2 separate regions of the Danio rerio genome follow, and region 2 is linked to region 1. Evidence: chromatin contacts called from public Micro-C data. All regions are on one chromosome and are shown on one strand. Each heading gives the region's core, a stretch centred on a gene start, on an enhancer-like site or on the middle of the called end of the contact. The rest is flanking DNA. Distances are from core to core; before and after follow the strand shown.

What was found. A called contact is a pair of places that touch in the nucleus more often than the background predicts.
Region 2: a Micro-C map of caudal fin shows a contact between it and region 1, with 15 times the contacts expected there. The contact joins the promoter of emx3 here to the enhancer-like site in region 1. A contact is called at or near these places in 11 of 18 Hi-C or Micro-C datasets (caudal fin, embryo, fibroblasts and 3 more) and 3 of 4 datasets of contacts at active chromatin or transcription factors (caudal fin, embryo and gastrula embryo).

The regions. Positions count from the first base shown.
Region 1 is chr14:30,542,883-30,548,114 of GRCz12tu, reverse strand. It overlaps ccdc69 (coiled-coil domain containing 69), which reads right to left. Exons shown (of 9, transcript NM_001423999.1): 9 at 4,700-5,232. Among named protein-coding and RNA genes, the nearest start is that of ccdc69, 23 kb to the right of the region's middle. Within about 2 kb of position 3,539, at least 10 of the 62 cell types and tissues checked have an H3K27ac peak or open chromatin away from gene starts, as enhancers often do.
Region 2 is chr14:30,651,174-30,656,003 of GRCz12tu, reverse strand. emx3 (empty spiracles homeobox 3) reads left to right here and starts at 3,401. Exons shown (of 3, transcript NM_131279.2): 1 at 3,401-4,122. The coding sequence starts at 3,774.

The DNA of each region.
Region 1 (5,232 bases), core at 2,290-4,789:
CACATCCTAGTGCAAGTAATTAGTCCAGGAGCACCTATGCAACCTCATTAGGGATCCATCTCTAAAGAGCACACCAGTGTCCTCAAACCCATGAGGGAAATACAGCAGTTTATACAGTGATCATTTATCACACAGATATTTAATCTTGTCTATTTTTGGTGTCATACTTATGTCTGTCTTTGTCAAAGAGTTTAAGCAGATTTAAAATGATAATTTATGTCTTTGTTCCAAGGGACACTTTGCTTCGGGGTGGTGTACCATTAACTAAACTGAATCTCTTCTGCGTGTTTTCACCTGTATGAGAGCTATGCAAAAAATGCCATAACTCACCATATCTCTGGGCGACCGAAGACATATGAAGGAGTTTCTGAAGACCTTGAGCACATTTTTCAAAGAGACAGAAACAACTCATTCACTACCTCATCTAAACTGTCAGTCTGTCTAAATGTAGGACATTTGGATAATGTAAGCAGGTGGGACCTAGATTAAAATACAAGCAAAATTAAGCATGTTGTACATTAGTGTACAAAACGTACAGGCTACAAACATATCACAAACAAAAAAGTAACGTTAATAATTTATGCAGAATTAGCCTATTACACTTACATTACATCAGCAAGTCCTCCAAAATAGGTCGTATTTAGTGTAAATAAAGTCTTTAGAGTTTAATTTAGGCCTACTGTTCTTTTAACTGACGATAAAGGGTGCTGTTATTTCATTATCCAGCCCTAGCCGTCATTTTTTTTAAACTAACCAGACACATGGCGCTATCATACCGACAAATTAGACGAGTAGTCACTGCAAACATGTTGTATCTTATCTGATTTGAACCGCGGGAATGAAGCCAACGAGGGAGGAGCGCGCATGACTGCGACACAGAGCTCTCTAGTGGCGACTAGTAGAATTACATGTGTACTGTATAGCCAATGGGCGCTCTCTCGTTATAACTTTCATAACGTTAGAAAGTCTATATCTAATAGCATGCATATTTATATTTATATTTCATAACAACATATCACTGTTAACCTACACTGAATTAAAAATAACTAAATAGCCATGGCAAATTGAGTTTAAATAAAGAACTTTGATAATAACTGGTGTAAACATAAACCATGTTAGCGAATTTTGATCGTTATTTAAAAAGGTAGCTACACGGTTGCATGATCATCCAAAAAGCAAATCAATCATAATAATAATAATAATAATAATAATAATATTGTTATTAGAATTAATACAATTATTATTATTATACAATTTGTGTTGTTATTGTTAATAAACTGACTTTCTGATTCTAGCTACAGACGGTTATTCGTGATCATATTAAAAATTAGGGGAATTAAAAAATATATATATATATATATTATAACCTAGAATAGTTCAAATAAATTCAACCAAAAAAAAAAAAAGTTAGGCTGATCATATGTTTCGAAAAAAAAGAAAAATAGGCTATAGAATAATTGATTTTGTTAGCCTGATTTATTTTCATATTGCAAGGCCACAGATTTCATACAAAACTGCTATAACCGAGGCTACTACAGCAATTTTATAACACCAAATTATTTTAACATTATTATTTTAACAATTTAATGTTTTAACTTATAAATACAAAAAAATAAAATTAATATGAATTTTAGCATTTTAATGAGCCATTTAGCCTATTTCCAGACTTTGTGGAATTATAGCTTTAGTTAATTATTTAGAAATTAAAGGCTATACTAATAAAATTGTTCAAAGCGCATTAGTGATAAAAAACAAAAACAAATCTGAACAAAAAAATGTTATCATGCCACTGCGGTTAAAATGTACATCTCAAGAAAACATATAGCTTTGACTTGACATATCTATAAAGGCCAAAACTCATAGCCTAAACGTGGATTCCCCATTCTTGCATGAAGCACGTTTAAACAACAATTAGGAAATCATTAGATATTGTTTAAATCCGATCAGTCTACGCTTGACATGTTTAAAATATGAAGCTGCTGCACTGAAACGGGAGTTTAGGAAATAAAGCTGATTATGGTGTGTAAAAAAGTGGGGTGATAACCAGCCCCACACCTTTTAATCAAAGCTGTTTTCCCCGGGGTGCAATTTTCACCTTTTTTGTTCTAAGTCAAAGTGATAAGGAACAACTCAGCAGCCCCAAATAGCAATCATCTTATTTGAGAAGATTCGTGTCTGCCTTCAACCCCTGACAATTTATCCTGCTGTAATAAAGGGAAATTGTAATAAATACGGCGGCGGGATGTGTGCATGTGTGCGCGCCTTGCGCATCTTATCGACTAAGGGAGCAGGACTTGGAGCAGATGCAAGTCAACCACAACAGATAATTTTCGGTAATTTTAATGCACACGGGGACGCTTCTGCTGGGCAATTAGCAGATAATGGACAGAAAAACAGGTATTGTATTGCGAGCTGATCGATGTCATAAAGAAACAGCGCGTGAACTCAGGTGAGATGCAGCACAACAAAACTCGCGCGCCTTCCCGCCAACCTCACAGGAGGATCTTCCTTACCAATGCATGTATAAGCACAACAATACCAATATGGGCCTATATATATTCAAATTAAATTTTTAAAAGTATAATGATTTATTAGCCAAAATAAGTTTACAAAACTGTTAGCTATATTTAAGAACAGAAAATATATTGAGTTTAGATTTAATTAAACAGTATGTATTTAATGAAGGCTGTTCTAAGTAAAAAAACTAGGTTAAGTAATTTTCCATTATCTCAAAACCGAGTACGCACACAATAAACCAGCACATGCAAATCAGATTTTATTATTAGCTAAAGTGAAAATTAAATGAAACAAGAAATTGAATAAATATTGGAAGGCAAACTTTAAGACTAATAAGCCCTTACGACAAGTGTCTTAAAAACAACAAGAGCCTAATTGTGGTGCATTCATGGGGTAAAATGTGGTTAGAAAACCCATTTGTAGTAGTGATCACCCTGTTATTTTATTTTTATTTGCTCATACTTGCAACATCGTTTGCATTAAAAATTATGAATATGGCATAATTTGTCAAATGTGTCATGCAATTACTGAAAAAAAGGCAAAACAAACACTGGCCTTACAGTTACTATGCAATGCTCACATTCACCTAGTCCTCAAAATAACACTAGAAAGTTAGCTGCAAACATCTATAAACGACTGATTGACAGATTTAAATATATATATTATTTTTTATTGATGTTTTTACTTAATCCTGACACAATGGTGGATGCTGACTTGATCTGCTAGTGTTCACTTGGGCTGCCATGAAAACACAAGAGCTTCTCACAGGTGGCTGGTAAATGCTCTGGGAACCTCGTGACTTCACTACAGGGGTCTGACCTGTGCTTATCTTAGCGGCTGGGCAGGTATTGTCCAAACATGTCAAACAGACAGGCAACCGGTGAACCCAACATCCGCTCGACCAGCAAAAAGAGCCAGGCACTACTCCACGTTTAAGTGCTGGTGTAGTCTAATAGAGGGGCACCTCGGGGCAAACGTCTCAGTCTGTCAATCAGACGGCCTTCATGCTCTTATTTGTCACCAGAAACACCCACCAATCAGTGTCTCATTACACGCAACAGTGAAAGTTGTGAGGGCATTGACCTTACACATGAGGAAAAGTCAGCTGAAGGACAAAAGAGCAATTCGGGGTTTTATTGTATTGGAGCAATGTCTGTTCAGTCTGTAGAACAAACCAGACTACAGTAGTCAACATTTAAAGTGGATCAAAACATTTCATCAAATTTGTCTTAAAACTATTCAACACCATTTTAAAGGGGCAATTTTGAAAATCGTATACAGATTTAAAGTGTCTGATTTTAGATTGTATAAAATTACACTGTATAAAAAACTGTATTTAATAGCTTTGGCTACTTAAATATAATCCATTGATATTACCCATTTTAATTATGTTATCCCCCATCTTATCCTCATTTCATTGAGAACTCTTGTGGGGCTGCCCAAACTATGGTCATTATGCAGTGTCTTATGATAACAGTAAACTAATATGTTCAAAGAACTGCTGACTGAAGAATGACTTGCATGTTGTAAACAGTTTTTGAAACATACTGAGAACAAATCAATCTGAGCAACAATACACACTGTTATTTCCCTCATCAGTTTTTATCTTGAGTCACTGCTCCCCCTAGAGACAAAGCCTGTGTAAATCTGATCTTCATTCAGGACTCAATATAAGATCGAAAAATGGAGAAGCATACCGTGTCCTTTAACCACCATTATTGAACATTCCCTGCTTGATTAGCATATTTTTCTCAAAGCAGCCCTTTGGTTTGAATTTTTTTTCTGGAAGAATTTTAAGAGAGGGTGTCACAGTGGCTAGCATTGTCACCTTACAGCAAGAAGGATGCTGGTTCGAGTCCCAGCTGGGTCAGTTGGCATTTCTGTGTGGAGTTTGCATGTTTTCTCTGTGTTTGCGTGGGTTTCCTCCGGGTGCTCCGGTTTCCCCCACAGTCCAAAGACATGCGGTATAGGTGAATTAAGTAAACTAAATTGGTCGGAGTGTATGTGTGTAAATGAGGGTGTCTGGATATTTCCCAGTATTGGGTTGCAAATGAAAGGGCATTTACTGTGTAAAACATGTGCTGGATAAGTTGGCGGTTCATTCCACTGTGGCAACCTCTGATTAATAAAGACTAAGCCGAAGTAAAATGAGTGAATGAAATATTCAGAAATCAAAACACAATCCCTCTTATTCAGCTTTTATTGCTTGTTTTTCTTCTAAGAAACATCTTCCACCAAAGGCACTGATTCAGAGGTATATAAATGGCAGAAAATTAAAAATAATTCACAACAGTAAAAAAAAAAAAAGAAAAATATGGATGGTAGAAAGGCCATTGATTTACCAGTTATGCTATTAAAATAGCAAATCAATCACAGCTACTAGAAAGCAATCAAAAAATAAAAAATAAAAATGTAGGGGGCTCACAGTGAAACTGTTCAGAATTTTTAGAGTATTATTTTAAAATTGGATTAGTAACAAAATATTTTCTTGAAATAAATGCACACTGGTTATGTGGGCCAACAACAATTGGATTTTACCCCTACTTTACCAACAACTGAAAAGCAGAAGGTTTTGAAACTGAAAAACTATGGCAAAGTGTGCATAGTGTAGAAAAAAAAGCATAACCGGTAGTCACCAAACATCCATCACTGTACAGAATAAAAACACTGATATGAAAGTGCAAGTGCATCTAAAACAAATAAAAAATAAATCAT
Region 2 (4,830 bases), core at 2,152-4,651, 110 kb before region 1:
CATGCTTCACTTTGTTACTAGCCCTTACAGGTTTTTTTTTTCTTTTCCGTCTATACCAAAGAAGCCCAAACTAGGGCCTGCGGGCCAAAGTTGTCCCATGGTAAGCTTTGATTTGACCCGCCATCCCATATGAGAAAAGAGGAAGAATGATGGATTTTTTTTTTTAGATATTATCATTTCAAATCTAATGTAACCTTTTGTTGGTTTGTTTTATTGTTAAAAGCTAACTGAAATTCAATGTTACAAATAAACAGGGTAAATAATCAGATTTAGTGTACATATATAGTGCACAATGCACATACTGTCACCTGACGGATAGAGGACAAATGAAGGCAAAGGCAGGTTCTGCTTGACGGTATTCAGCATTGAACTCCACTGTGTCATAATTGTGATTATGCTTTTATTGCAAAAAGTTATCACTTTAAATAACATACTGTATTACCTAATACAATTAAAGTAATGTTTTCTAATAAATTAGAAAAAGACACACGTGACACATTTGGTATATTTACCTTCAGCCCACGACTGTCAATGATATTTGATTTTTAAGCACCCCTAATTTAGACTGGTGTAGTTGTTTACCACAGTGTGAAAAAAAACAACTAATCCAAATTAGGCTCCTATTTGTTAAACATTGGCTTTGATCATCGTCTGACTTAAGCTATACATATGTGTGGGATTTTGAAATGTTAATGGATGTGATCTGTTTACACATTTGACACTAGAGGGCGATGTTAGTAAAGATTGAGGTGGACCACCAGACTGCTTGTTCAGTAACTTGTTTCTGAAGACTGACGGACATCACATCTGCCACAATAACTTATAAAAGACCTGTGATACGCTCTATTAGCGAAAACAACTGACTGAAATAACTGATCACTAATTTTCCTCAGTGCCACAGCCTATTGTGCTTAGTGAGCATATTTGTTTGCTCACATTGACCTAAAATTGTTCACCCTTTATATATATAGTCTATATATATATATATATATATATATATATATATATATATATATATATATATATATATATATATATATATATATATAACAATACGTTGCGCGTTATCAAACGTAAGCCTAATTGAATTGAATTTACATAAGAAAATGTTTTAATGTGGATATTTATAAACAATTAATTTGAGATAAATTCATAATCTGTAAAGATTTACAATTACTACTAATTCATGTTTGTCATCCTCGTCCCCTTTTTTCCTTAATAGCGAATATGTGTTTAATAATTATGTGAATAATTAATGAACTGTTTTTTTCTTCATCATGTTCATTAAGTCAATATGGTCATCCATTTCATTAAGTCTCTGAGTCAGCTAATGACTAGTAAAATAACCAGTCTTGGCTTCTCCGTGTTCAAAGAGGGTTTAACACCAGTTAATTCCAGGCAGGGGAACAATAATCACATTTTAACTCGCCTTCGCACCCAGAATGCACACAAAAACTCCAACTGTTATAGCCTTTCAGCTGTGAACAATCTGCAATCAATTGCCAGAGGCAAAATTAATAGATGTTAATGGCCATTTGTATTTGAGGCAAAGGGGACAAAATTGGCCAGAGAAAGCTATTAATTATATGCAGAGGGACCGAGAAGGGAGGCACAAGAGGGCTGGAGACGGGCTGCTTTGGGGCTCAATGGGGTCTGTGCCCTGCGTGGTTCACATGGGCTTCCGCTGGGTGGATTGTGAAAGGCCTGAGCAGGGGGGCTTTTGTGGGACTCCTGAGTCGCGATTGTTCCTTCTCAAAAGGGTGACATCTGTCCAGGGTTTCCGAGACTCTGATCCACCCCATTAGCCTCCATCCTCTCTCAACAACTTATTGCGTTTGTAACTGACAAATGAGACAAGGAGAGGCACTCGAGACATGTCAAGCCGCCAGATCAATGCGCGCTCCCCTTGATCTGTGTCTGCTTCATTAAGACACCGTCAGAAAATACTTAAGCTCACAGTTGCCTTGATATTTCTGCTCATAAAAACGAGTGATATGTGTGCGTCAAAGGGATAGTTCGCCCTAACATTTGTTTATATTCTGCCATTATAATCCTCCATTTGTTCAAAACTTGTTTTTCTTCTGTTTAACACAAAGAGAGATGTTTTTAATGTAATAAAACAACCTGTGCCTTTTTTCCCTCCATGGATGTTAGGGGCAGTTTTTCCAGAATTTCTTGTTTTGTGTTCAACAAAAATCATAAAAGTTTATTTGAATGTGCGCAAATGGAAAGGAAATGTTCACTTTTGGGTGAACCAAGGTTTCATTGTGTTTCTTACAAAATAGCCTACTTTGCTTTTACAACGAATAAAACCCCAAGTTAAACTGTTAAAAATGAATGAACCAATCTAATTGCTTACAAAATGTTTCGGTTACAATTGTTTTTAATTGGTTAAAAATGATGATCGACCAGCCGAAGAAAGCACTTTTAAACTAATTAAACCAGTTCATTTGTTTGTTGTGAACCCATTTAACATTTAGCCTACACTTTTTTTCTGTTTATTAGACTATTCTTCCTTAAAAGATTCATTAAAGCTAATTTAACGAATTATTATTATTACAATACAAATCAAAACTAATTTAGGCTATTATTATGATATTAATAATTATAATTATAATTATTATAGCCTAATTATATAACAGTAACCTAATAGGCTAAGTAATTTGATCATTAGCTGACAAGGAATTTCGTGATTTAAGGTTTTTATTCGTTGTTGTGATGTTAGCGTTTTAATTCTTATATAAGGGGACACAACATAATTGAGCAAATGTAAAGAAAATTTATATTGTTTAATTTGTGTTTATATATATATATATATATATATATATATATATATATATATATATATATATATATATATATATATATATATATATATATATATATATATAGGCCGAACATTTCAGTGTAAAAAGAAAAAGTAAACCGTTAGCCTAATAATTGTGAGACCGTTTATACTAGCCTACACAATTATTAGGATATTAATAAAACTCTATTTGTGATTTCGACTACAAATAAATAACTATATAAACAAATAGCTTAATATCTAAATAAATAACGCAATGCATTTAAAAAAACATGTTGCCTAAATCAAATGGCAGGCCAAGTTATTTAGTTTTTCTCTTAGCTCAATAAGCTCATTAAGACATCAAGACTCAGTTTTGAGGGTTTGTCTGGCTCATTTTAAATTTATGTCTAGCCTTCATACATTTTTTGTTTTGACGCCTCCGTTCATATGTTGTTGAACTCTTTGTAGCAAACACAGAATTTCTTTACACAACACAAAATGGCAGTAATTGACTGCGAGTGCGTCGCGCTTGGATCTGCGCATGCGCACCACACCTCGCAGCCGGAGCTCCGCGAGCAGGTATTGAAGTTGGCGCTTGACAAGCCCTGGCGCACAAACTGACGGATCATCGATCATATGAAGAGCTCGCAGCGACCTGCATCCGAGGAGCCCATGCCTGCTTCACATACGAGACAGTTTCCGACGGTGCACGAGTTCTGCTCACACAAGGACATCAATGAGATCTGAATGAGTTTCAACATAACTGCTGACAGAACTCTCTCGTCCATTTGCAGCTATTGGAAGTGTATTGCAACCAACGAAGTTAACGGAGCCAGAGGAGACTTCTGAAGTTATGGATTGTAGAGGGACTATATAAATGTTATCTTCTTGACTTTTTTAAGAATCCTGGCTTCACTCCATCATCGGGTTCAGAGTGACCTGACTTCTTTTCTATTTAACTGAATATTTTTAATAACTCAGCACAATGTTCCAGCACAATAAGAAGTGCTTCACGATTGAATCTCTTGTGGGTAAAGACTCCAATTCGTCAAACGCTGCTGCAGACGAGCCCATCAGACCCACTGCTCTGAGGTTTACTGAGTCCATCCATCCTTCCCCCTTTGGCAGCTGCTTCCAGAATTCAGGCAGGACACTGTACAGCAGCAGCCCAGAGATGATGTTCACAGACCCGGCCACTCACTCCACCAACTCCGGCCTGTCTCTGCGCCACCTCCAGATCCCCACACAACCCTTCTTCAGTCCTCACCAGAGGGACACCTTGAACTTCTACCCGTGGGTGCTGAGGAACAGATATCTGGGACACCGGTTTCAAGGTAAGGAGCCGGGCGAAGACCTGTGTTCAGTCGGTGACAGGGATGTTGAAACCAGTGGAGGCCATGAAGTTAAAAACAACTCTGTTTTCTTGTTGATAGAATTCATAAGCACATATTTGTGTTAACTACAACAAAACAGAATATTTTTAAAGAATGAGTTAGTATTATCATGTGTTTACATTCACTTCAGTGTTTATTTAAGCATTGTTTTAAATATGACGCGTCGCACTGCATACACATCACAACTGTCCATGAGGCAGGCTTTTAATCAAATAATATAAAATAAAAATAACAACTAGCTCAAGATCATGACGTCCAAATAGATTTCAACTTTTGACTTTAAATTGGATTGTGTACGCAATTTGGTTTACGCAATAACCAATAATAAAACAATTCAAAACAATTGTACGCAGTCAACAAAATTAAGCCATAACGCTTATTTCGATCACACATTTATATTAGGCTATAAAAGATAAGAAAAGTGTTTTATACAAATCATTCTTTTCGGTTTGTTTCAAACATTCGTTGGCCTATTCCTTTAATATAGCCTAAATAATAGCCTGGCAAACATAAATAAAATATTAGGCTGAAGGATAATCGCCGTTTTATGTAACACATTTAGGTTGACAATGTTTGACTAGTTAAGATCATTTGAATAGAATATGCTAGATGCTAAATACCTTTTGTTTTTATATAAACTCTTTATAT